Linked DNA regions of Mus musculus: regions 1, 3, 4 and 5 are each linked to region 2. Evidence: chromatin contacts called from public HiCAR-type and promoter capture Hi-C data. All regions are on one chromosome and are shown on one strand. The core of a region is the stretch at or near the end of the contact, and the rest is flanking DNA. Distances in the headings are between cores, read along the strand shown.

Region 1 (4,771 bases), core at 1,051-3,550, 1.8 Mb before region 2:
AAGAGACTAAGGGTCTCTATGGAACCTGTTATAAGGGTATTCGTTAGCTTCCAATACTAGTATTGGAATACTAGTATTCTCAGGATCTCAACATATGGAGTTGGGGACACAAATGTTCAAGTCATAGCAGAGGCACTCATTTCCAGCTGACTGTAAAGATGGCTGAGTTTTCTTCATGGCCTCCTCTTATTGTGAGGCTCTCATTGAATGGTTATTGAGTAAATGAATAAGTGGATGGATGGATGGATGGATTGATGGATGGATGGATAAGATAGACCCAGTATCAGGCCTTATTATTGGAGCCTGAGGCTCTCCACTTTATCACCATGAAAGGGTTGGGCTGGCCATATAAAGAATAGCTACTCTGTGTTTTTTCTTTCCCCCATTCTGTTTAACTCAGTCTCCCCTCTCAGAATGATACCCACCTTCATTTTGTTCTTTCTCTGCATATACTTGCTTATTTATTTTTATTATTTGTTCCTTGTCAAAGGGAGAGGAAAGTAATCTCTCTGTCATTCAATTTGTTCCCTGCCATACCTATTCATGCTTTGTCCCTCTGCCTAGCCATGGGTTTCAGAATATCCTTTGTGTTTTGTGGGTCACAAAATAAAAGCATAGCACACACAAGGATAAAATATTAGTGGGCCAGACAGCCAACATTATGTCAAAAAAAAAAAACCCAAAGTAATTGCAATTCATAATTCTAAGAACCCTCACACTTGTTTTTATTCCTCAAAATGCAATTGAATTTGAGATAAAGAATCAAAATCCTTTATTCAAATTATATTGAAGTAGCTTTCTATCGCTAAACAGGTCATATTTGGGGAGCAATTTCCCAATATGTAAAATGAATAATAATTGCTTTAGAATAATCATAATTACATCCCCAAAAGGGAATTTTATCTCAGTTCATTTTTTCCCCTTTGTACTGTTGAATGACTGATTCTGAAGTAATTACGAAGCACAGCGTTCTTTCTTGCCACCGAATGGCATGCCTATTATCTTGCCTGTGTCCTGTGTTTCCCTGCAGCCCCACATGCATTTGAAAACAGTGGTTTTGTGATTTAAGCTTATGGTACAAAATGCCAATGCTAATCGACCTTTGAGTGTGAACATCTCTGTACCATAGCAAAGGGCCATGAAAAAAAATATGTAGGCGTACAGCTATGAGACATTTGGTTTCCACTGTGCTAAGGGGCTCTGCGTGGGTAGTGTGAGCAGACTGAGGTCTTACAAAACCCTGCTCATCTCTGAAAGAGCTGCCCCCTTGGCTGTGGCTTCTGAGCGCAGGCTTTCTGAACCTCTTTGCAGATGGGGTAATGGGGTCTGCCTTCTTGACATGTGTGTCTATTACCTTGCTGCTGGGGCAGCTGCATAAGTATCAGATCCTATCAAGAAGGGTGGGTGATAGTACTCTGTTGGCACAATCCACTCATCTAGGATGGTGCTCACAAGTTCATAGAGAGGCAAGCTTCGAGGGTAGGTGGGTACAAATCCCAACCTTGCTTACAGCTCACCAGGTGATGCAGTAGGCCTGTCCATGTGTGGATGTGGGGGATACTGAAGTGAAGCTAGGTGTCGCACCATAGGTAGTTAGCTTTGACAGAAGCCACCAGGTAGAGCTGCTCAGAACCCATTCTGGCACTGCCCTTACTGTGGTACTTTGCATGATCCAAACCTATCTGAGCTAGTGTTCTTTCATAGATTGGGAGAGGACCACCATACCTCTCTTAAGAAGTTGTTAAGAACATGAGTATACAATGCACTCAGATATATATTTGTGGTGCAGGCCTCATCCTTTACACAGAATCTCCCCATTTTGAGCATCCTGGAAGGGCCCTAGGCATGGCTTCTTCAGAAGGCAGTGTGTGTGTGTGTGTGTGTGTGTGTGTGTGTGTGTGTATGTGTGTGTGTGTGCGGGGGGTGGGGGTGGGTTAGAGGGCAGCTTTTGGAAGTCAATTATCTGCTTCCACCATGTAGATTCCAGGGAATCAATCAATTCAGGGAGTCGGGCTTGGCAACAACCTTCCTTACCCACTTAGCCTTTTCTCTGGCCTCCATGTTTATGGGTAGAAGTGTAAGTTAAACTTCATGTACACACACACACACACACACACACACACACACACTGTCACACATTCCTTTTAGTAGCATTGAATGGTGCTTTTCTTGGTTTTCTCATTTCATGAAGGTTCCATCACAAGACCAAGATTTTGATCTCTGGAATGACTTCTAAGCCTGACATTCATTTCTTGGGTTCAGAGCTTTGTATCTGTGCATTCAGACCCTCTCTCTAGCACTCCACCACTCTCCTGGCGCCAAGTGTGTATACACAGGGGATGCCAGGATGGGGGATGAAGGTCACAGCATAGCCAGCTCTCTTTGGCAGGAGGCAGCAGCTACCCAGAAGCCATTCTCCCACTCCCACAGTGTCCTTGGCTTACATTCCCAGCAGTTGTCCTCCTTGCTGTTCTCCTGTCTTACTCATTGTCACTCACTGTTCTCAAGCTGTCTTTTTCTGATTTCCTTTTTCTTACTCCTCCTACTCCCCTCCTTTTCTTTATTTTTGAGCTTCCTTGTCTACTTCCCACCAGTCACTAGAGCACATGCATGAGTACTCGAGTGCGCGCGTGCACATGTGTGCTCACTCACACGCACACACACAGCCCCTGTGTGTGCATGCATATTTATTATTTGTAAATTTAGAAACCGGATCTCATTAGCTCAGGCTGGCCTCTAACTTGCTATATAGCTAAATGACCTTGAACTTCTGGTCCTCTTACTTCTACCTCCCAAGTCCTGGGATTGTAAGCTTGCTCCACTATACCCAGTGTATAGTGGTGCTTGGGATACAACCCAGGGCCTTATGCATACTTGGCAGGCTATCCATCAATGCTACTACTTCTGACATCTAGGGAAGTGATGACTTGCCTCTTGGTCCAGTGGTGACTTGCACCATGTCATAGGAGGGGCTTGAATGCCTCGGACTCCACTGGCAGCATTTCTCGTCTAGTGGTGCTGGAGGGGTTAAGGGTGCTGGAGAAACAAGAGTGTCCTTTCCTCCTCAAGGACTGCCTCTTAGCTAAAGCTAGATCTTTGACTAGACTGCAGATAAAGACTTATAGAATGAGCCCGAGGGAAGGATAGTTAGTGAGTTTATTAAAGTAAGGGAGAGGTGTACCTCAATGGGTAGAGCGGTTGGTTACTAAGCATGAAAACATGTATTTAATCCCAACATTGCATAAAGTTAGTGTGGTGGCACATGCCAGTTATCACAGCACTCTGGAAGTAGAATCAGATGAATCAATACTTCAAGGTCATCATCCTCAGCTACACAGGGAGTTCAAGGTGAGACTGCTGACACAATGGCTATGAAGGTATAGGTGTAAATAAGGAAATTGGTTTTGTTCCAAGCACGAAAACCTGACGTTTTTTCATCTCGATTCCATGACACAGTAATAATGTGTTTCCCCTACCTCCTAGCCTACTCAACCCAGTTCCAGCCTGCAAGAAATGACACTAGCTACAAGAGATGCTTTGTGATATTGCTGGGAGGGCTGCCTGTCTTCTAGCATTGTGTGCTCAGACATTAGTGTGGCCTTCTGACAAAGCAGGCTATGAAATGTGCCCCGTGACCATTGGACCAGCAAGACTGCTTCACAGAACCAGGCATAGCTCCTCACACCTGTAATCCTAGCACTTGGGAGGTAGAGGGGAGGCTCAGAAATCCAAGTCCATCCTTGGCTACATAGAAAGTTTGAGGCCAACCTGGGCTACATAAGACTGAAAACGGAAAGAAAAAAGAAATGATTTCTAAATTGATTGCATCAATTATCACTATTTTGACACACTGTACTGGAAGGGACAGCAGGTGAGTCACTGTCATTTAATTTCTGACCCTTCGTTTTTCATATGCCCCCAAAATGATACAAATATTTAAGAGTCTTGTTTTTTGTTTTTCTTTAAGTGGTTTCCAGTACCAACCAGCACTACAGTAAATTTTCAAATGCTTTCACAGGCTCTGAAAGACCCTGTCTAGAGCAATTAATGGTTACTTCCAATTGCTCTCCAGCAAAAATGAATGTTGGGGGGTACTGCTCAGGGAGGGCAGAACATAAGATCTGGCTGGAGAACGTTCCAGTCTCTTCAGAAAGCCCCTTCTTGCCAAGCAGTTGCCTGACACTTTAAAAGGAAGCTGGTCACACGGTTTCAGAATGAAGTGATCCCTTAGAAGATGGGGATACATCCTTATTCCCCTTGCCATCTGGGAGTTCATCTAAGTGAGATGTTGCAGTTAGAGTGTATTGGGTCTTATTCAACGTTCTGGGGTTCCAGGTACAAAGCAGCTGGCTTTAGCACTGTCAGGGAGACAGCAGCCCCAACCAGAAGCCACAATTTCATCTAAGCTGAATTCCATGATTGATAGTCACCTACCACACTAGACTCCAGGCCAGTGTAATTGTACTGAGGATTTGGCTCTACCAAAAGAGCCCCAGTGGGAACCAGCCCTAGGCTGGGAACTCTAGCTTCATCCCTGTGTGGAAACTGTTTCCCCAGTGTCCTCAAAGTCAGGGACTCCTACCAGGTACCTATGGAGCCTAGACTTTAAATACACACACACACACACACACACACACACACACACACACACACACACACACACATACACACACACACATCCAACTGTGAAAGAGAGAGAGCAAGACAGAGATACAGAGAGACAGAATGACATCTTTAATGCTGATTAAAAAATGAAAGGATGGACCATGTA
Region 2 (4,858 bases), core at 1,570-4,069:
TGTGTCTTCTGTCACCTGAAAGAGAAAAGCAGGACATCAGCTCAAAACTGCATCTCCTTTCATACCTCAAATCCTGTTAGAAATAGTTTTAATGTTAAGGCATATTTTTAAAGTTTTTCACTTAGAAATAAAAGCAAAGCACACTATAAACGTATTCATTTGAGAACATCTACTTGCTTAGCAGGGTGATGCCATAGGACAAAAGAACTGAGATTCTGCAATGTGTTAACTGAGCTGGGAAACTGGTCCACTTTTAAACGTTGTGTCACAGTGCATAATGGTTTGCTACAAAACCAATTCTTTCAAAAAATTAAACATCCATTTCCCTGCTTCTCTTATCACTCTTATCAGCTTATTAAGCTTTCTTACCTATTAAATCACTATCTATCCAACACTACACAGACTAAGAGTTTTCTATATGTGGCCATAGTCTAGTTGACAGACCTATACAAGGTATCAATTATATAGTGTAAATGCAAAGCCAAAAGCTTAAAGAAGTTAGAACACAATGTGCCAGGCTATTAGCGACCATACCTTCCCACATACTTTTAAAGCCAAGTTTTAGCTTATAGCTCATGCTGACCTTGAATTCAATATTCCTGGCCTCAGTCTCCTGAGGGCTGGGATTACAGGTGTGCACCACTGCACCTAGGAATCTCCCTTGCACTGGGACCATGTAAGCCACAGGACATGGTAAAAGGGACATGCAGATCTTTGACCTCAGCCTATGAAAGGTTCGATGGCTTTTACTTCTGGAGTTATCATACAGCTACTAGGTTAGAAGGACATGGGGGAGACAATGAGAGGAAAAGGGCTTACAAGCTACATGGAGAGATAGGGACCCAGCCACCTCTACATTCTTACCTGCGCCCAATTTCTAGCCAGACCTCTAGCTAAATGCAGCCTTCTACAGAAACCCCTGAAAAGACTCATAAAAGTACCACTAGCTAAGTCTAGCAGATTCCAGAGTCATGAAAAATAGCAAAAAGGCTGTTTTATAGCACTGCCTTTTGTTCTGGGTTGTGAAGCAGAAAAGGATACTAAAACAGGCTAGGATGTGAATCTAAGTATACTGGCACATTGTCTATTTTTACGAACAAATTTTTACAGGAACCTGGCTTGCCCATTCACTTATATTCTGAATGGCTACTTCTGTGGCTTTGAAAGAAATCAGATGACCCACAGAGCCTAAAATATTTACCATCTGGTTCTTCACAGAAAATGTGCTGATTAGGGCTGCACAGCTTAGCTAGTGACCCAGTACATCCCATAAGGCTCTGCTGGTATTATCTCTGTGGTTTCCTTTAAAATGTACCTGGAACTAGAGCTTTCTTTTTAAGAACACCCTCTTCAAGTGTTCCCTAGAGCTCATGCTGAAGACAATCTGGCTTCTCCTTCCTTATTCAAGGATAGCTATGCTTAAACTGCTCCCTTCTCTTTTCAGAACCCTTCTTTTAATTATGGAAGCCTTTCCCCTGAGCACCCTTTCAGTGTAGACCCTGAAAGGAAATGGAACAGGACACAGGCTTTACATGTGGGCTCTTTCCTACATCTAAGGCTAAGAAAAGTTCCCTTTAGGAGTTCCCTAAAGTGATGCTCATATGAAGTGCTCATTCAATACTCTGTTCTATAGATGCTTAGACTTTTAATGCCACAGCTTTAGAGATCTGGCAAAAATCCGCCTTAGTTGAGATCTACAAGTCTACAAAGAACTCAATGGAGGATTACTATCCTAACTCTCTGAGTTTCAGCTCTCACCTGCAACTACATGTGTCCATTTTCTCCCACAAATTCACCTACATTTAAAATCGTCTCAGAAATTCAGAGGGAGGAGGCAGGAAAGAAAGGAGCACGTGCTTGGGAGACAGAGAATTGAGGGTTCTAGGGCAGGGTAAGACAGCTACATGGGGGCACCCGGACACATAAACTGGAAAAAAAGAGGAGGGAAGACCAAATTTACAACCAGTAAGTAAACAAATAATGGAAGCAAGAAAATATGAAGTTTGCAAAAGGGGAAAGCAAAGCCTCAAGTGGCTAATGCTGTGCTACTGTCATGTGTCATCTAAACCTGGTCCTTTAGTCCTATCCCGTTTTAAGAAGTGAATGATAAGAACAGAAATAATGAACCAAATGAAAGTATGTGAAAATACTCACTGAATCTTGGCTTCTATAAGTGAATAGAGGCTGTAAAATCTGGTCAATTCTCTCTCCAGCCCTACATGCTAAGCGATCTGTACAACTTCCCTACCCAAGCCATGTAAATGACAAAGTCAAGAAGTCCTCAAAATTCTCAATCGTGCCCAGGGAACTCCCTTATTAGTAGAAGCTTCTGAGGATCCTTAGAGGGGGCTCGGACAGGGCTGAGAAATCAAGAGAAGTATACTTTAATCCAGTCCCAAGGCAGTGCACACGCACTCCCTGAGAGGCAGCTCGGGTGTACTAGAGCCAAAGAGGATCAGCCCGGGTCCACCAGCCAGCACCCCAGGATGAGACAAGATCCGGCCAGACCCAAAGGGACTCGGAAAAACGTCCTAAGATTCCAGTCACTCGCTCTACTAAACTCAGTCTAAGAACCAGTTCCAACCCTCAAGGCACCCTCAATCCCCATTTGATTACGGAGACCCACGGACCCGACTTCCGGGCCTCAGATAGAGTAGGCTTCACCTCCTCCACAGCCTGCCACGGTCCTGTGAGAACGGCACAACCCCATCCAGAGAGACCGAGAACGTTAGAAAGGACAGCCAAGACGCGTACTTACCCTCCAGTCCCATGGCCGCCACTGTCCGGACCTCCCGCGGCAGTTAACAGAATCCCGCCCCGCTGCTCCAAAGCACCAATCAGAAGCGTCCGCGATCCGAGCGCCGCGCCCCCATGATAACCAATCACACAGAGGTTCTGAATTACGTAGAAGAGAGACGCCCAGTCGGGCCCAAGTCTCTAGCGCGGGATTGTAGCGTCAGCGAGCGCAGGAGCACGTCTCCTAAGAGCTGCGGAAGGTCCCGGGCGTAAGTGCCCTGGTTGCTTAGTTACTGCGTCTCTTTTCAGGAAGCCCGGTCTCTCCCCGCCTCCTTCCGGTTAGAGAGACCAGGCGGGGCCGGGCCGGGCCGGGGGCTGGGGGGAGGAGCGGGAATGCGGGGAGGGCGGGGATAAGAGGAAGGGCAGGGTAGGGGGCGGGGAAATCAAGGCCAGGGCGTTTCTAGTCAGTATGGTACCACAGCCAAACCAACCACATCCATTCTTGTTATTCTGGCAGGATTGCTAAATGTGATGCATAAAAGTACAAAAATAAAGAAAAATCACAGCAAGTCAAAACTAAACTCTGAACTTTGAATCTTAGATCTACATATCTGTGCGTGTCCTAAAGACTGAGGACTTTCCTTTTAAAAGTTCAGATTTTGTTTTTGTCTTACAACTCTATGGGGGGGGGGGGGTGTCAGGGAATCTTAGGTATAACCTGAAACGCTCCCGCTCAAGCTGCTGCAGTCCTCAGCCAAAACTGTCTTGCGGTCTGGAGCCAGATTGTGCTTGGCCAAGAAGACAGAATCTCTCGATTGTTGTAATAGTCACCTGCTCTTTATAGTTGGTACCTGCAGATTCCCCAGCATGGCCATTCCTGCATTTTCTAGAATAAATTGTTTTCTAAGCAACAACACCATCACCATGACTGGCATCCACTTGAAGCTTGTGGTAAAGTTAAGGGTATTTTCTAAAACAAAACAAAAAGTTGTGCCAGGTGTGGTGGCGCACGCCTTTAATCCCAGCACTTGGGAGGCAGAGGCAGGCAGATTTTTGAGTTCGAGGCCAGCCTGGTCTACAGAATGAGTTCCAGGGCAGCCAGGGCTACACAGAGAACCTGTCTGGAAAAACAAAACAAAACAAAAAAGTTGTAGCAGATTTGAACTGTAGTATTCTGCCTGAACGACCACAAAGCATGCCTTCAAAGACTCTCAACCAGTGTGTCAGGACCCCTTTGAGGTATCCTGTATAGGAGGTATTTACATGACGATTCATAATAGTAGCAAAATTACAGTTATGAAGTAGCAAAGAAAATAATTTTATGGTTGTGGGTCATCACACCACAGCATTAGGAAGGTTAAGAAACACTGCTTTAGAGAACGTTCTTGGAAGCCACTAGAATTTGACTAAAATATTGCTGTGCTGGATATTCTGATGATAAGGTATGAAGGCAGCCAATGCCAGTTGTACTATCAAATAGTCTAAAAAGAAAAGATGTCAAATAAAGTAGTCAGCATCTTCCCTTGAAATTTAGTTCTTTGCAAATTCATATGTAAATAAGCTTCCTTGGATAATTTTAGAGTGGGAGGCACCTCACACATGTAGTGAAAGCTGGCTGGCTATCTATATGCAAAGTACACAAAGAGAAAACTTGGCAAGAGTACTATTTCCAAACCAAAATGAAACTGAAGCATATGGAACTGTCTATGAGAAAAGGAATTGCTAAGGGAAATATGTGGGAAAAGGCTGGGAGCTTCAGAGAAAAAAGTATTTCTATCTACCAACATTTATGAAACAAGAAGTAGGGGGTGTCCATAAAAGTTGAGAACAAGATCCTTTCAAGAAAAAAAAAGTGAATAAAGATACAGAGGCAGATGCTGACTGTTCAAAAGATATTTTTGTGCAATTATACAAGAAAGAGGTAGGGAAGAGATTTAGCCAGAATACTGGCATTGTCAGTAAGAGTTAGAGCAAACTGGTCGAATGCTTAAGAAAAATTGCTGAAGAAAATGTACTTGATGCTGACCCAGATTTCCAGCAAAGATGACATTTTTCAATCATTATTTTGTGACACTCTTCCTTGTTCTGCTTCAAATCGAAAATTTCAGATATAATATAAATG
Region 3 (4,964 bases), core at 137-2,636, 1.6 Mb after region 2:
GTTATTATAAATAAATTTTAAAAAGAAGACAGCTACAGGGTACTCATCATATATAATAAGTAAATAAATAAATAAATAAATAAAATCTTAAAAATTTTTTTTCAGCATGGCTGGGTGTGGTTGCACACGCCTTTAATCCCAGCATTTGGGAGGTAGAGGCAGGTGGATTTCTGAGTTCAAGGCCAGCCTGGTCTACAGAGTGACTTCCAGGACAGTCAGAGCTACACAGAGAAACCCTGTCTCAAAAAAACCAAAAAAAAAAAAAAAAAAAAAAAAAAAAAAGAATTTCTTCAACTGAACTGAGCTGGAGTGTAGTTCAGTGGTTGAGTGCAGGTGTTGTATGTATGAGATCCGTGGTTTGATAATGAGCACCACAAAAAAAAAAAATAACAATAAAACCCCCAAACAACATTAATAACAAAACCAACCCTATTTTCTCCTAAGAATTTGCTCATTTGAAATTTTCAGTCCCTCAAGTTATTTAAGTTTTGGCTCCTGGTATCACTGTTTTGTGTTCAACTGTAGGAAAGTATATTTGTACAGATTTTCATAGTGAATTATTTCAATTCCGGATTTTGTGATGGTCAGTGACTTCTAGACACTAGGCCACTAAGGATCTGGTTCCATTAAATAGAAAACAGGGGATATTTCTGAGTGACCTTCTCTAACATATCAAGAAAAAAATAACTGTTTTAGTAAACAGAGTTCGTGATATTTTTAATTAGCAAAACATATGGTGCAAAAAGCAAGACATTTTAAATACGAATTAATCTTGAACTAACATGGAGAACTGTACTTGAAGCCAGATCAGTTGGGCAAAGGTGAATAGGCTTCCAGCCCAAAGGAACTCTGGACAGTTAAACCTTGGGGAGAACTCTGGTAGAGAGGCTGTACTCTGGGCAAGTGTCCAATGTTCCAAATTCTGAGACTGCATCTCCCACCTCGAAAATAGCGAAGTTAAAAGAGTCTCTTATTCTCAAATTATACTTGCACAATTATGAAGAAGAGCAAAAAAAGCAAAACCACAAAGAAGTGTCTCTGATTCTATTCCTTCTCAAACTCTGGAAGATTTTAAAACTTTTCTTGTAGGTTAATAACGACTACTTTCCGGTACCGCGACATTGCCGCTCAGAGACTACAAGCCCCAGAAGGCTGCACACTCAGCACAGCGGGTACTCTTCCCCCAGGACGCTCCTATCCGGATTCATGGCTGGACGCCGGGGCCGCACATTCTTCTGGGACTCGTAGTCTACTCCCTTTCCCGGTCCGCGCAGACTCCAGCGGCCTCTGTCTGCCCTTCGGCCCTAACAGAAGCCCAGCCCAAAATTTTACGCTCCCCACCCCCAACAAACTGCCTTTCCTCAGGAGCCAACCTCCTCCGGTCACGTGAGAAGACTCTCACGCTACGATTGGTTGGGGTGTAAAGGGGGCGGGGCTGAAGCCCCTGAGAGGTTCCGTGCCCCTGGTCCAGCCGCTTGTTTGGCTGCTGCCGTCACCTCATGGCGACTCGGCTTGAGGAGGTAACGCGAGGAAGAGGCGGCGGTACTGAGGAGGCTAGTGAGGGCGGACGGGGCGGACGGCGACGTAGCCCCCCGCAGAAGGTCAGTGGAGGGGACGCCTTCGTTGTGGTTGGGTCGCGGGGATGATTGGGTTACCCTTTTTGGGGTTCACCTCTTCACTTACCCCTTTACCTTTAGCTACGGGACGAACATCCGGCCCGTTCCCCCTTTTCCTTCAGAAGAGTGACGATAGTTGGGGAGCAGGTGCGGGGTGGTTGTGACTGAAATGGATCTGGTGAGAAGGGACGGTGGTTGGGACTTGGGGACACTACGCCTAGTAGGGGGCTGAGGGAGGACATGGTGGACCCCGGTCTGAGAGGGTGAAGGGGTGCTAGGCAGGGGCGCTCCAGGTGTGACAGCCACGTGCGGCGGGTGCTGCCCCGGGTGTTGAGTCTTCAGCCTGTGTGGTCACCGGGCACTGGGACTCCGCTGCCCAAGGAGGTGACGGGGTGGGGGTGGGGGCTTATCGGGGTACGGGGTAGCCCTCTCCGTGTTGGGCAGGTGCGTAGGGCGCGCGCTGCGGGGTGCTCCCCGGCCTCAGAGCTGAGGCTGTTGCGCAGTAAGATAACAGCGCAGAAGCCGGGGCTGCCTTTCGCCCCTTCCCCCCTTCCCCTTGCCCCCCCGCGGTCCCCCGCGACACTGCGCGGGTGGCTACGCGGGGGACGCCGCGGGGCTCCCGGGATCCACAACGGGGCTTGGTCTCTGGGCATCATGGACCTGCCTTGAGTGTGAGGCTGGGGATGAGGTGGTGATGCTGGGGAACCAGCATCATCTTCTGATAGCTGTCTCCGGCTTCCTGCCACTACCCTCTGTTTCTTTTCTTTCTTTTTAATTTGATAAGTGGAAACTTGAGTTTCCTCCTGGGCTTCGGTTTTGGTCTTTCTTAATCTAGGAGAAGAGCTGGACTGTTTGTTTCCCCTTGCCTTACTTGACTCACGTCAAGGAGTTTTCAGTGTCTCCCTGGATACAAGAAAATCGAGATCTCTTTCAGAATGGGAGAAATCCACTTGTTCTGGAGCTCAGTGGGTGGAGTTTTGACAATGATTGCACAACGAGTAGGGTACAGGGCTTTCAGGCCCAGGAACCAAGAACTGGGGTGTATGGTATTGAAAAAGTGTAAATTCCATCCCTTTGCCTTGCAGGAGAACATACTGAAACCGCTTGACTTGTTGGACACCCTGCTTGACCACTGAGAGCTATTTAATATTACTTAATTATGTATTTGACTAATCTTAAAAGCCACTCCTGTATGAAGTTACGAAATAATATTTTTCTAATGCGATTCATGAACTTCAAAAGGGAGAACAAAGGTCTGGTTTACATTTGAGCAGTGTCAAGAATTGGCTTTTTGGGGCCTGTTCCTTTTTTCCCTCACTTTTTTTTTTTTTTTTTTGTGAAATCGGTTACCCTGTAGCAGGCTGGCCTCATTTGACTATGTAGCCCAGGCTTGTCTTGAAAGTACCATTTTCCTCTTGCCTTTGTTTCCTGAGTGCTGAGATTACAGCAGTGAGCCACCACTCTGGCCTGGGGTGCTTTATTTCTAAGGTCCGGTATTTTCATGTTCTATTCTGTCTCATAAAAGAGGGACCTACTGCTTGGGACACTGGAAAAGTTGTGGCCCAACAGTTCTTTAGGGATTCAGCACTGTCACTTTGGACATTTATTCCCTGAGGGTGGGGAGCCAAACTCAGTGTTTGATTTCATAGGTTCCCCAGGGGAAACCTCTGATGATAAAAAGCCACTGCAATTGAGGACATAAGTTCCCTTTTATGCCACTGGAATAAGGACAGAAAGTCACTGAATTAGGAAGTAAGGTTTAATTAACTAGTATTTTAACCTATGAGGCTAAGACTCTCAGAGTTCAGAGCTTTGGTTAATGGCTGTATATGAATAGTCTTGTATGTCTTTTATTTTTACTACCTTTGTATTTCTTTGCTCATGCTCTTTTGGGACTCTTGGTTTCTATCTTACTATAAAATGGAATAGAAGCTAACATTACATTTTGAATCATCAGTTCAAAATTGGGTGAACATCTTGTGTCAGTAAACATTAATTTTTAGTTGCTCATTCATGATCTTCAGTTTATTGATTCTAGGTGAGGAACCTAAGAAAATGCTCCTTTTTCTAACTTAACCTCTATATTTTTGTTTTTCAGGAAGCAGAAATGATGTTAAACAATTTCAGTTGTTTTTAGAGTATTGGAGGAATTGAGAAACGTGATTTCTTGTTATTATTTATATCATAGGACTTGAAGTGAAGAAATGTGGAGATGGGCTCTCTTGGTCCCTGGTTCAAATCATCTGCCTGGTCATTTTTATTTTTCTGAGGCAGAGTTTGGTCTGGCCTCCCAAGTGCTATGCAAGTAAAAATACTACACCCACTTTTTTAAAAAGAGAAAGAATCTTGCTTTGTTCATCTGGCTGGCCTTGAACTCCTGGGCTTAAGTGCCTAGTCACTCTTGACCTCCTCAGTTAATTATAGCATGGTTTCATAACTATATTCACTTGAACAGGCTCTTGAGGTGACTTTTCTCTTCTAAAGGTAATATTGCAGTATATTTTTAGGTGTCATTTGAGAAATTGCCTTAAAACTGCTGGTATTATAGGCACTAACCACATGTAGCGATCTAATTTGCCTATTTTTTAATACTAGGGATTGGGTGGTGGGGATTACAGGTTTGTACCATTAGGCCCAGCTTCAATTTGTTAAAGTTAAGTAAAGTTTTAAACTTTCTTTTTCAATTATACTAGCCTAACTTCAAGAAGGCAGGCAGATCTCTGAGTTCAAGGCCTGCCTAGTCTACAAAGTGAGTTCTAGGATAGCCAGGGCTGCTACACAAGAAAAACTCTGTCTTGAAAAACTAAACCAACCAACCAACCAAACTAGTTATAAGCATAAAGTACAGAGTTCTCCTCTTCCTGTTTACAAATACCCCTTCCCCTTATTTACATGTTGCAGTAATGTGTTACAATTTGTTATAGTTGTTTAGACAGGACAGATACATTATTACTGACTAAACCCATGGCTTACAGGGTTTGTTATATAATGTATGAATTTTGGCAAGTATATAACATGTGTCTAGGGTAGCCTATGCTCCAACTAGTCATCCTTCCCATTGCTGGCACCAACTGATTTTTTTTTCTTACTTCGCTGATATTTGTGTGTGTGTGTGTGTGTGTGTATCTGTATCTGTCTGTCTGTGTCTGTGCCAGTCATGACATGTGTATGGTGGTCAGAAAACAACATTTACCATATGTGTCCCTATAGATCAAACTCAGGTTGGCAGCGAGTGCCTTTACCCTCTGAGCTATTTTTGCCAGCCTGTGGTATGTTGTTTTTTGAGATCGTATTTCACCATGTAGTCCAGGCTGGGCTCAAAATTCTCATTCTTCCACCTTAGCCTTC
Region 4 (4,888 bases), core at 1,227-3,726, 1.5 Mb after region 2:
ATTTTGAATTTTGACCACAATTTAAACATGATTTCACAATTCCTTGATCTCATCAGCTTCCTAAGGTCCAAGTTACCATTTATATGTGTGTCATCATTTTTTTTAATTAAGAGTCATTTTTTTTAAGATTTATTTATTATATGTAAGTACACTGTAGCTGTCTTCAGACACTCCAGAAGAGGGCGTCAGATCTTGTTACAGATGGTTGTGAGCCACCATGTGGTTGCTGGGATTTGAACTCTGGACCTTCGGAAGAGCAGTCGGGTGCTCTTACCCACTGAGCCATCTCACCAGCCCGTGTGTCATCATTTTTAAATGTGTTTGCTGAATTAGTATTCAAATAAAATGCACAGTTGTGGACTGTGAGTATGTAGCTCCATCGGTATAGTATAGACCTAGCATAGAGAAGGCAGCGAGTTTGATTCCCAGAATCAGATAAGAAAGGCTTGGTGAGTGTGGTAGAGAATCCAAGACAAGGCCAGCCTGATTACTTGAGACCCTATATTTAAAAGAAAAAAAGAAAAACCCTCACTGTGTAACCCTAGCTGTACTATATAGGTGAGGCTGGCCTTGAACTCAGATCTGACTGCCTCTGCCACCCAAGTGTTGGGATTAAAAGTGTGTGCCACTGTGCTAGGCTTTGAGACCCTGTCTTTAAATGAGTATTCGAGGGTTTTCTTATTTTAATCTTTTTTAAGATTTATTTATTTATTTATTTATTTATTATATGTAAGTATACTTCAGCTATCTTCAAACATACCAGAAGAGGGCATCTGATCTCATTACAGATGGTTGTGAGCCACAATGTGGTTGCTGGGATTTGAACTCAGGACCTTTGGAACAGCAGTCAGTGCTCTTAACCGCTGAGCCATCTCTCCAGCCCTATTTTAATCTTTATTATGCTTTATTTAGTGTGTGGGGTTTGGGGAGAACACAATGCACACTGATACAGACAAGAGAACAAGTTTCAGGAGTGGGCTATTTTCTTCTGCCATGTGGAGATCAGGGCTGAGCACGTAAACTACCAGGGTTTTAAATTCTAAGTGCCACTCATTTGGTTGTTTGGGAAAGGGTCTCATGTAGCTCTGGCTTGTGTTGAACTCAAGATCCTCCTGCCTCAGCTTCCTGAATGCTGAGAATACAAGCATGTATCACCCCATTCAGCCAGGTCTATTCCATATGTGTGCGCATGATTTGCTGTGTTGGGCATGTGTTTTAGCAGTCTACCACTGACTGAGCTTCAGTCCCAGTAAGTTCTCTAAGCTATTGTGTGAAATACTTTAAATTTTATTTATGGTATAGGTAGTCACAGAGCCTGTGTAGAGATCAGAGGACAGAGAACCTGCAAGGGTCAGTTTTATCAGATAGGTACCAGGAATCAAACTCAGGTTGCCAAACTTGGTGGCAAGTACCTTTACCTGCTAATCCATTTTACCTACCCACTGTAAACCAATTTTTAATCTATAAGTACCCCACCCCAACTTCTTCCTTACAATTAATTTCCTTTCTTTCTTTCTTTCTTTTTTTTTTTTTTTTTTTTTTGGTATTTTGAGACAGGGTTTTTCTGGCTGTCCTGGAACTCACTTTGTGGACCAGGCTGGCCTCGAACTCAGAAATCCTCCTGCCTCTGCCTCCCGAGGGCTGGGATTAAAGGCATGTGCCACCACGCTCAGCTGATTTCCTTCCTTTTTTCCTTTAGGTTTTTTTTTTTTTTTAATGTTCTGCTCTTGACACAAGAACTTAGGTAGCCCAGGCTGGCCTAAATCACTATGCATTACTCCCAGCTTTGGGTTAAACTCAGGAGGAGGCTTGAGGCCTCCTTTTCCAAGGGTGGGGGTGTAACCCGGTCCAGCTGGCCCTAAAAAAGGAGGCTGTCATCTCGAGGTAATCACAAAGTGAGACCAGGTAGGAGAGCCCCCAAAGATGCCAACCACACACCTATAAAGCTGGGGAAAATAAGCCGGGCGTGGTGGCGCACGCCTTTAATCCCAGCACTTGGGAGGCAGAGGCAGGCGGATTTCTGAGTTCGAGGACAGCCTGGTCTACAAAGTGAGTTCCAGGACAGCCAGGGCTACACAGAGAAACCCTGTCTTGAAAAAGCCAAAAACAAAACAAAACAAACAAACAAACAAAAAACAAAGCTGGGGAAAATAGAAAAGTGGGTAGAGAGCAAGAAGAGCTCAGCGGAGAAAACCCTTTTGGCCCTTAGCCTCTTTTCCAAAAGCAGGGGGAGGCGGGGAGGCGGGGAGGCGGGGAGGCGGGGAGGCGGGGAGGCGGGGAGGCGGGGAGGCGGGGAGGCGGGGAGGCGGGGAGGCGGGGAGGCGGGGAGGCGGGGAGGCGGGGAGGCGGGGAGGCGGGGAGGCGGGGAGGCGGGGAGGCGGGGAGGCGGGGAGGCGGGGAGGCGGGGAGGCGGGGAGGCGGGGAGGCGGGGAGGCGGGGAGTCGATGCAGAGGGGGCGGAGCCTTAGCCGGACATGACGCATGCGCGGCCAGCTGAGCCGCCGTCAGAGAGGGTGGGCCAAGCTTCGGGAGGTCTCCGGTTCCGGTCAGTCTCCCTCGAAGACCAGCGGAGTCGGATCAGCCAGTGGTTAAGGGTGCCAGGGCTCTTGGGCGAGGGGACCGCGGCAGAGGCGGCGGTGACCCCGCGGGCGGGATGTTCGGAGGGTTGAGCAGTTGGCTGGGCTTGAAGCCGCCCGAGGGGGCGGCGGCGGAGGGAGAAGAGCCTCCCAGCCGGGACGGGGACAAGCTGTCCGCGGGAGCCGCGCCTTCTGAGGAGAGCCCCGAGCGGCCCGTGGAGCCCACTGAGGAGCAGCAGCAGCAGCCGCCGACGGAGGACCCACAGTTCCTCCACCAGGCCAAAGGCCTTGGCAGTGAGTTCTCTCTGGGACCTGAGAGTGGACTGGGAGGGGACGCGGGGATGTTGATGTACGAGGAGGGGGACGGTCCTCTCTGACATGGGCTAGTTGGCTAAGGAGCTGGACAACGCCAAAGTTCACCAAGCAGTCACTTCATCTCCTCGACGTGCCTAAGGACTTGTCGCTTTCCTGCAAAGTTTGTAAACTTGGGAAGCCGGAAAGCGATCAGTGTGCTGCTGTCTTCAGGGTTTTGACAAGGAATTCGGTTTGTTCAACTTGAAAACGTTCATTTGAATCTCCAACTCTGACTCCCAGCTAGAATTGGTTTAGAAAAATGCCTTTTGTCCCAAGAAAGGACTGAAAGGTATTGTCTAAAGTAACTTCGTTAAGTTACTCGAGCCGTGGTGGTGGCTCACGCCTTTAATCCCAGTACTCAGGAGACAGAGGCAGGCAGATTTCTGAGTTCGAGGCCAGCCTGGTCTACAGAGTGAGTTCCAGGACAGCCAGGGCTATACAGAGAAACCCTGTCCAAAAAAAAAGTTACTCGAGCCATAGTCATTCATGCCTTCTTTTGATTTTTTTGAAGCAGGGTCTCAATCAGCCCTAGATGGTTTCGAACTTGCCATAAAGTCAAGGATGACCTTGATCCTCTCACCTCTGCTTCCCTGTCGCTTCGCGATCAGTATTTTTTTTTCTTTTCCCCTTTCAGCAGGACCTTTTTCCCTTAAGGTGGGAAAGAAGGTGCCAATTGTCTGCTATACTCAAGTTCCAGTGCTAGATCTTTGGTGAATAATAAATCCCTCATTTCATCTATTCACAATCCCCAAGGGGTTGGGGAAACAAGTCCAGCGTTTTACTGATAGTAGTACAAGTAGATTTTGAGCCAAAAATCTACCTGATTTCACTTTCCAATTTTATTATCCAGTTGAACAAACAGTAGTTCTTAAGAATATAAATACCTGCTGTATTAATTCTCGAGAGACTTTGGCAGGCTTACATAGTTAAAGAATGTGATTTGGGGGGAGGTGGGCCCTAAGCAGAAGTAAACATAAGAGAATTGCAACAAAAATATCTACTAAATTTTGTGAGGCTTTTTGTTCTTTTTGAGATAGCCAAAGCTGGCTTCAAATTCATATGGCCAAGGCTGGCCTTGAACCCAGCCCTCCTTCCTCTCTCCCGATTACTGGAGCTCACCACCACACAGCCACGAAATTTTGAAAGTTTTAAGGACTTATCAAGTCAATTAAGGGTGTCAAAGAACAAAGACGCACAGACTTCAGCAGGAAAGGTCCTATTGTTCAAAATGTTTGACTGTAAGTTAGAGGCATAGGGGAAATAGCCACAGTATCAAATTTTAACAGTACATTATCTCAGCCAAGACTCCCGAAGACTGGACAAGGAAAATAAAACTTAGTGTGATACCATGAAATCACTAGAAAAAGAGGATGACTATTTGCAGCTTAGAAAATTGGGAAAGAGTAGATTTGGAATATTTAAGGAATGTGAGAAGGGTTCACTGGAGCAGAGGTTGTAGTGTAGTTGGGATAGATTAACGTGGGATAAAAGTCAAGTATGGTGGTGACATAGGCCTGTAACCCCAGTATTTTGGGGTCTTAGGAAGATCAGCAGCAGTTCAAGGCCACATGAGACAAAAAACAAAAAAGCTGGCCAGGTGATAGTGGCTCTTGCCCTTAATCCCAGCACTTGGGAGGCAGATGCTGGCAGATCAGGTCTACAGAGTTGGTTCCAGGACAGCCAGGATTACACAAAGAATCTTCTCCGCCCCTCTGTCACACATACCAAGCCAGCAATCCTAGCTATTTAAGAAGCTGAGGCAGGAGGCTCTCTGGATCTAGACCTGCTTGGAATGTGAGTTCAAGGCCAGCCTTGACAACCTAGACCTTACCTGTAAAAACAAGAAACTTCTGATTCTCCTGTTTGTGCCTCCCAAATGCTAAGGTGGACACCATTATGCCTGGCTAAAATTTCCTTGACTTTTTTTTTTCCAAGACTGAAGAACTTAGGGCCACACAT
Region 5 (4,756 bases), core at 1,910-4,409, 1.7 Mb after region 2:
GGTGTCTGTGTGTGTGTATGTGTATTTGTTTATTTCCAGGGCAGCCAAGGCTACAGAAAAAACAATGTCTCAAAAAAGAGGGGGGGGGAATATGGTCTTGGGGCTGGAGATGGCTCAGTGGTTAAGAGCACTGGCTGCTCTTTCAAAGGTCCTGAGTTCAATCCCCCAGCAACCACATGGTGGCTCACACCATCTGTAATGGGATCTAATGCCGCCTTCTGGTGTGTGTCTAAAGACAGCTACAGTGTACTCATATAAATAAATCTTAAAAAAACAAAAACAAAAATCCATGGTCTTATGAGTATACCTCAGGCAGGCCTATAACTTAGAATTATACCCATGTGCCATCACACCCAGCTCATTCTATTTTTATTCTATTTACTTATTTATTTATTGTGTGTGGATATGCATGTCTACAACAGTGTACATGTGTAGATCAAAAGACAACTTGCAGGAGTCAATGCTTTCTAGTTCTGGAGACTGAATTCATGTTCTTAGGCTTGGAAGCAAGTGCCTTACCATGCGAAGCCACCTTGCCAACCCTCAGTCTATTTTAGAATCTGTTCAAAACACCTTAGCCACAGAGCACATGCCTACTATGCTGAGGCCCTGGGTTTGAACCACCTCCAGTGCTGAAAAAATTAAAATCAATGCCTATAAGCCCCCATTATGTAGCAATTCAAGACTCTTCTCACTGGACATTTAGATTTTTAAAATGGAATTTTAACATAAAAAAACCTGCAAATAAAAAACATGAGATTTTGAGACAGCAAGCCCACATCTGGAAGGTCAATATTCATATATGGAACCTAGCCCTTTCAAGTGATTTTAAAACTAGCTTCTTTTTACCACTGGTCACAAATTCTTCCTTGTATATTAGTTTCATTTGACCCTAATTATAGGCTCACTATACAAAAAAAAGACAAAAAAAAAAAATCAATATACTTTTAAGGTATGTGCCCATATTCCTATAGAAAAAGTACATGCCAGGCTGGTGAGATGGCTCACTTGGTAAGAGCACCCGACTGCTCTTCCAAAGGTCTGAAGTTCAAATCCCAGCAACCACATGGTGGCTCACAACCGTCCGTAATGAGATCTGATTCCCTCTTCTGGAGTGTTTGAAGACAGCTACAGTGTACTTACATATAATAAAAATAAATAAATCTTTTAAAAAAATTACAAAAAAAAGGTACATGCCTACCTAAAGGTAGTCTAGTGAAGGAAGTGCCTTGATTCTGGAGCCAACCGGTTTTGGTTGGTTGAGCCCTAGTTTGTAAGCTATGAGATCGCCAGTAGTGAGCGCTTGAGCACCGTGCTTAAAATTCTCATCCCCTTTCCTCACTGGTAAATCTCTGAATCGCAACAGTAGTTCTGTTATGAGGCTTAAACTCTTCAGATGTGTCAGGTTCTATTATTCTAAGTGCTCCATAAATATCAGTAATTATGCCAAATCTTACAAATATTCAAGAAAATCACTTAATGCATCAAGCCATAATAGCTTTTAATTTGTTATGTATGTAATCTTTCCTATTAAGTTTGAAAATAATGTATTGATCTAGAGTCCAGAGATGTTGGTCATGGAATGGCAAAATAGTCATCGTTTCCTATACACAGTATTACACAATATTCTCTCCTCTCAACACACCTCTACGATAGAAACCATCTTAAGTTTTGAACAACCACTTGCCGCCTCACCCTCGGCCTAACCAATTAGGTATTTATGTTCTGTGTGTAAAATAACATTAACAATACCTAGAAATTTAACATGGTACTTAAATCTACACAAAATAGAAGTTGGCAGAAACCCTTACTTAGTCACTTCAGGAAGCCACTGAACGGTAAGACTGGGCCACTGAAGAGCATGGGTCATAACCAGGTCATACAGAAACGGTGTATTCTTCTTCCAGATTTTATACTCTTCGTTGATGACACGCTCCTCCACAGTATCTTCAAACACTGAAATTTGGAGAAAGCCCACAATTAAGTGGCTGAGAAGGCTCGGAGTCAAAGGCATGGCTACGGATCCTGGAGGTCACCTCGAGACGGCCACACCTTATCTATTCTTTCCTTTTACCTATCCTGCTCACACGAACTGCTCTCCCACAAAGTGAGAAGATCAACATCAGGAAGCGTTTTCGCCTCCACTTCCAAGATCGGGATTCCGGCGCTTACCCGAATTGGGTCATTAATTGCCCTACCACCGAGCTCGTCAGCCTTTTTATAGCCGCTCGCACCTGTTCTACGATGATCCGCATTGTAAACCGGTGCCCCGACCCACTCGAATAGATCCAATCCACGTGGAACAGCAGCAGCCCACAGGCCTGCTCCCTCCACCCCCCACCCTCGCAGGAGGCCCCAGCTCCCCACCAAGCCACGATCGGCAGCCATAGTCCGGCGGGATCCAGCTCCTCCCCCCCCTCCCGACACGGACACGGGCCGCGACCCCAGACGGACGACGACCACGCGCACGGAAGAATCCGCGCCCGCCGCTGACTTCTCGGGCCGCGAGCGCCTGCGCCCCCGAGCCAAGGGCGTCGGAGGGAGCTAGGCCGCGGGGTGGGGGTGGGGGTGGGGGAAGGGGGGCCTCTCTCTCGGCCCCCGCGCCCGGCTCCGGAAATGCTCCCGGCCCTCGGCGGCGACCAGGCCCCGTGTCGCGCAGGCCCCCTTGCAGGCGCGCGGCGAGTCTCGCGCCCAGCCCCGCCCCCTGCTCCTCACGCCAATTCGCGCCTTTCGTCAGCGCGTGCCGAGGCCTCGGGAGCCCGCCAGCCCCCCGGAGTCCCGGCGCCCGCACGCCCGCCCGCCCCACAGGGCAGGCATCCTTACTCTCTTTACTCGCCATCTTGCGTCGGGTCGTTTCGCCCCCCTTGGCCGCCTCGGACTTCTCTCTCGCTAGTCAAGAGCAGCCCGGCAGGCGCTCCTTGCCTCTCCCAGGCACGTCACGCAGTCCTCGCTCGGAAAAGCCTGAGTTCGGTCTGGCCGTCTGGGTTCTCCCCCCAGACGCCGCGATCTCCTCTTCTGCCTCCTCCCCGCTGGCGGGTAGCGAGGTCTGAGCCGCTCTCCTCTCTCTCCCTCTCGCCAAACTTGGAACGAGACTTTTCAACCCGCGCCTCTCAGCCCGCCCAGGCAGCTGAGCGCAGGCGCAGCCGCCCTGGGAAATTGGAGAGGCGGAGAAGAGGCGGGCCTGGGAGCCAACGGCTCGGCGGCTTGGACCAATAGCGTGCGACGGGAGGGTCTGACGCGCTCTCCGGGGGTGGGCTTCTCGAGAGTGGGTGGGGCGTTCCGCGGCAGGAAGTCGGCGAGGCGCAGGCGCGAGGCGTCACTCCCCAGGCTGGCCGCGGGGGCGGCTGGGCCCGCGCGGGGGTGGGGCGGATGCGAGCGCGGTGTGCAGGCTGCGCGGGGGCTGCGAGCCCCAGGGCCAAGAAGCCTGGGGCCCGCGGGGCGTGGTTGCTTAAAGCAGCAGCCGCGGCGGCGGCGGCGGCGGCGGGGGTGTGCGAGGGGGGCAGGGAAGCTGCAGCCGCCTTAGCAAAGCAAAATCTCAGAGCCAGTGAGGAAAATGGTTTCCTGGTCTCGAGAGATTACACTGCCCGCAAAGTCTCCCAGATAATCACGGCCACGCAGTTTTCTGCACCCCTCAAAGGCTCCCCCATTCAACTGTATCGAGGGCCCAGTCGAGCTCTGGTGACATTTGTCATAAGCGAAAGGGACCTTTAGGAGAGACCTTGGGCGGGTTTTTCTTTTTTCTCCCAGAAGCTGGGCAGACCTTTATTTAAGGCCTGCGATGGCGCAGGCCTTCAATCCGCCCCTCGTCGAAAGTTGACTTAAATGACTTTTTGTATGTTCACCTTTGTGCGTCCTTAACCTACTGGTTCTTTAGCTTCCTGCTGCTGCAGGGGATTTTGTGCCTGCCACTGCTTCCCTATCTCAGTTCCTGCCTAGGCCCCTGCTGAGTCATTCTTGTCACCTGAAGGGGTCCCATTTTGACCCTGCAGCTGGCTGCTGAACTGGAGAGAGCTGGGCTGGGCTAATCTAGGCCTGCATACCTGAGCTCTGCATTTCTCTGAAGCTTTTTAGCCTTGGGGGGGGGGGTGAAGAGAAAGCCACATGATCCCAGGGAGAAAAAGAGGGCCAGAGCAGAGGGGCCCAGGCGCCTACGCTTAAAGGGAACCACAGTCTACATCTAAACTCAGAGGCTCTCCTTGCAGAAACACCCCCGGAACATTTGTTCCCTTGATAGCTTTCCAAGTGCCTTCATGCTTAAACGCAACCATGCAGAGGCCTCGAGGATGCTCTCTTTTCTGATCGAGAAACCAACTCAGACGTTACTCTAGTATGTGACAGAAACAGTCACGTTCCCTTATATAGAAATTTACTGTCTTGGGTCTCTTGTTTTCCCATGTGGTACAATTCATTATTATAACGCCCTCCCTCCATGTCAGCTCCAAGAATCTTGCTGGTGACTAACGCTGAAGAGGTGGCTGGAGGCGGGAGGGGGGCGGTTAGAAGAGTGGAGTAGCATGGGTCCTCCGAGTTCTAGAACACTGGTGGTCAAACTTTTTTTTTTTGACAGGGGTCAGGCAGCCTTCGGTGTTGTAACACAACAGCCATAGAAAATATGGATAAGCCTGGCCATCTTCCAGCAAAACTATAGACACTGAAATCTGAACTCTGTGTACTTTTCACAGGTCACAAAATATTCTCTCTCTGTGTTTTTTTTTTCAATCACTTGGAAATGAAAAAAATCATGCTTTGCTTCAGG

Evidence for each region. Promoter capture Hi-C pulls out the DNA fragments that hold promoters and counts their contacts. HiCAR-type assays count read pairs that join an accessible place to other places.
Region 1: a promoter capture Hi-C map of hippocampal neurons shows a contact between it and region 2, with 4 times the contacts expected there. The contact joins the enhancer-like site here to the promoter of Piga in region 2. A contact is called at or near these places in 5 of 39 promoter capture datasets (3T3-L1-derived adipocytes, cranial neural crest, hippocampal neurons and 2 more).
Region 3: a HiCAR-type map of astrocytes shows a contact between it and region 2, with 6 times the contacts expected there. The contact joins the promoter of Txlng here to the promoter of Piga in region 2. A contact is called at or near these places in 1 of 39 promoter capture datasets (pre-B cells), 1 of 115 datasets of contacts at active chromatin or transcription factors (astrocytes) and 1 of 9 other capture datasets (adipose tissue).
Region 4: a promoter capture Hi-C map of the SN4741 cell line shows a contact between it and region 2, with 7 times the contacts expected there. The contact joins the promoter of Syap1 here to the promoter of Piga in region 2. A contact is called at or near these places in 7 of 39 promoter capture datasets (the SN4741 cell line, cranial neural crest, erythroid cells and 3 more) and 2 of 9 other capture datasets (adipose tissue and liver).
Region 5: a contact with region 2 is called in a promoter capture Hi-C map of pre-B cells, with 11 times the contacts expected there. The contact joins the promoter of Rbbp7 here to the promoter of Piga in region 2. A contact is called at or near these places in 4 of 39 promoter capture datasets (the C10 cell line, liver and pre-B cells) and 1 of 9 other capture datasets (liver).

What each region holds. Positions count from the first base shown.
Region 1 is chrX:166,223,465-166,228,235 of GRCm38.p6, reverse strand. No RefSeq gene overlaps it. Among named protein-coding and RNA genes, the nearest start is that of Gemin8, 55 kb to the right of the region's middle. Within about 2 kb of position 2,300, at least 3 of the 459 cell types and tissues checked have an H3K27ac peak or open chromatin away from gene starts, as enhancers often do. A contact at or near this core is called in hippocampal neurons, where this site is marked.
Region 2 is chrX:164,417,741-164,422,598 of GRCm38.p6, reverse strand. It overlaps Piga (phosphatidylinositol glycan anchor biosynthesis, class A), which reads right to left and starts at 2,819. Exons shown (of 6, transcript NM_011081.3): 1 at 2,759-2,819; 2 at 1-15.
Region 3 is chrX:162,825,876-162,830,839 of GRCm38.p6, reverse strand. Txlng (taxilin gamma) reads left to right here and starts at 1,386. Exons shown (of 10, transcript NM_178935.5): 1 at 1,386-1,601. The coding sequence starts at 1,500.
Region 4 is chrX:162,886,050-162,890,937 of GRCm38.p6, reverse strand. It overlaps Syap1 (synapse associated protein 1), which reads left to right and starts at 2,476. Exons shown (of 9, transcript NM_025932.2): 1 at 2,476-2,869. The coding sequence starts at 2,653.
Region 5 is chrX:162,758,775-162,763,530 of GRCm38.p6, reverse strand. It overlaps Rbbp7 (retinoblastoma binding protein 7, chromatin remodeling factor), which reads right to left and starts at 3,159. Exons shown (of 12, transcript NM_009031.3): 1 at 2,824-3,159; 2 at 1,812-1,956. The coding sequence starts at 2,839.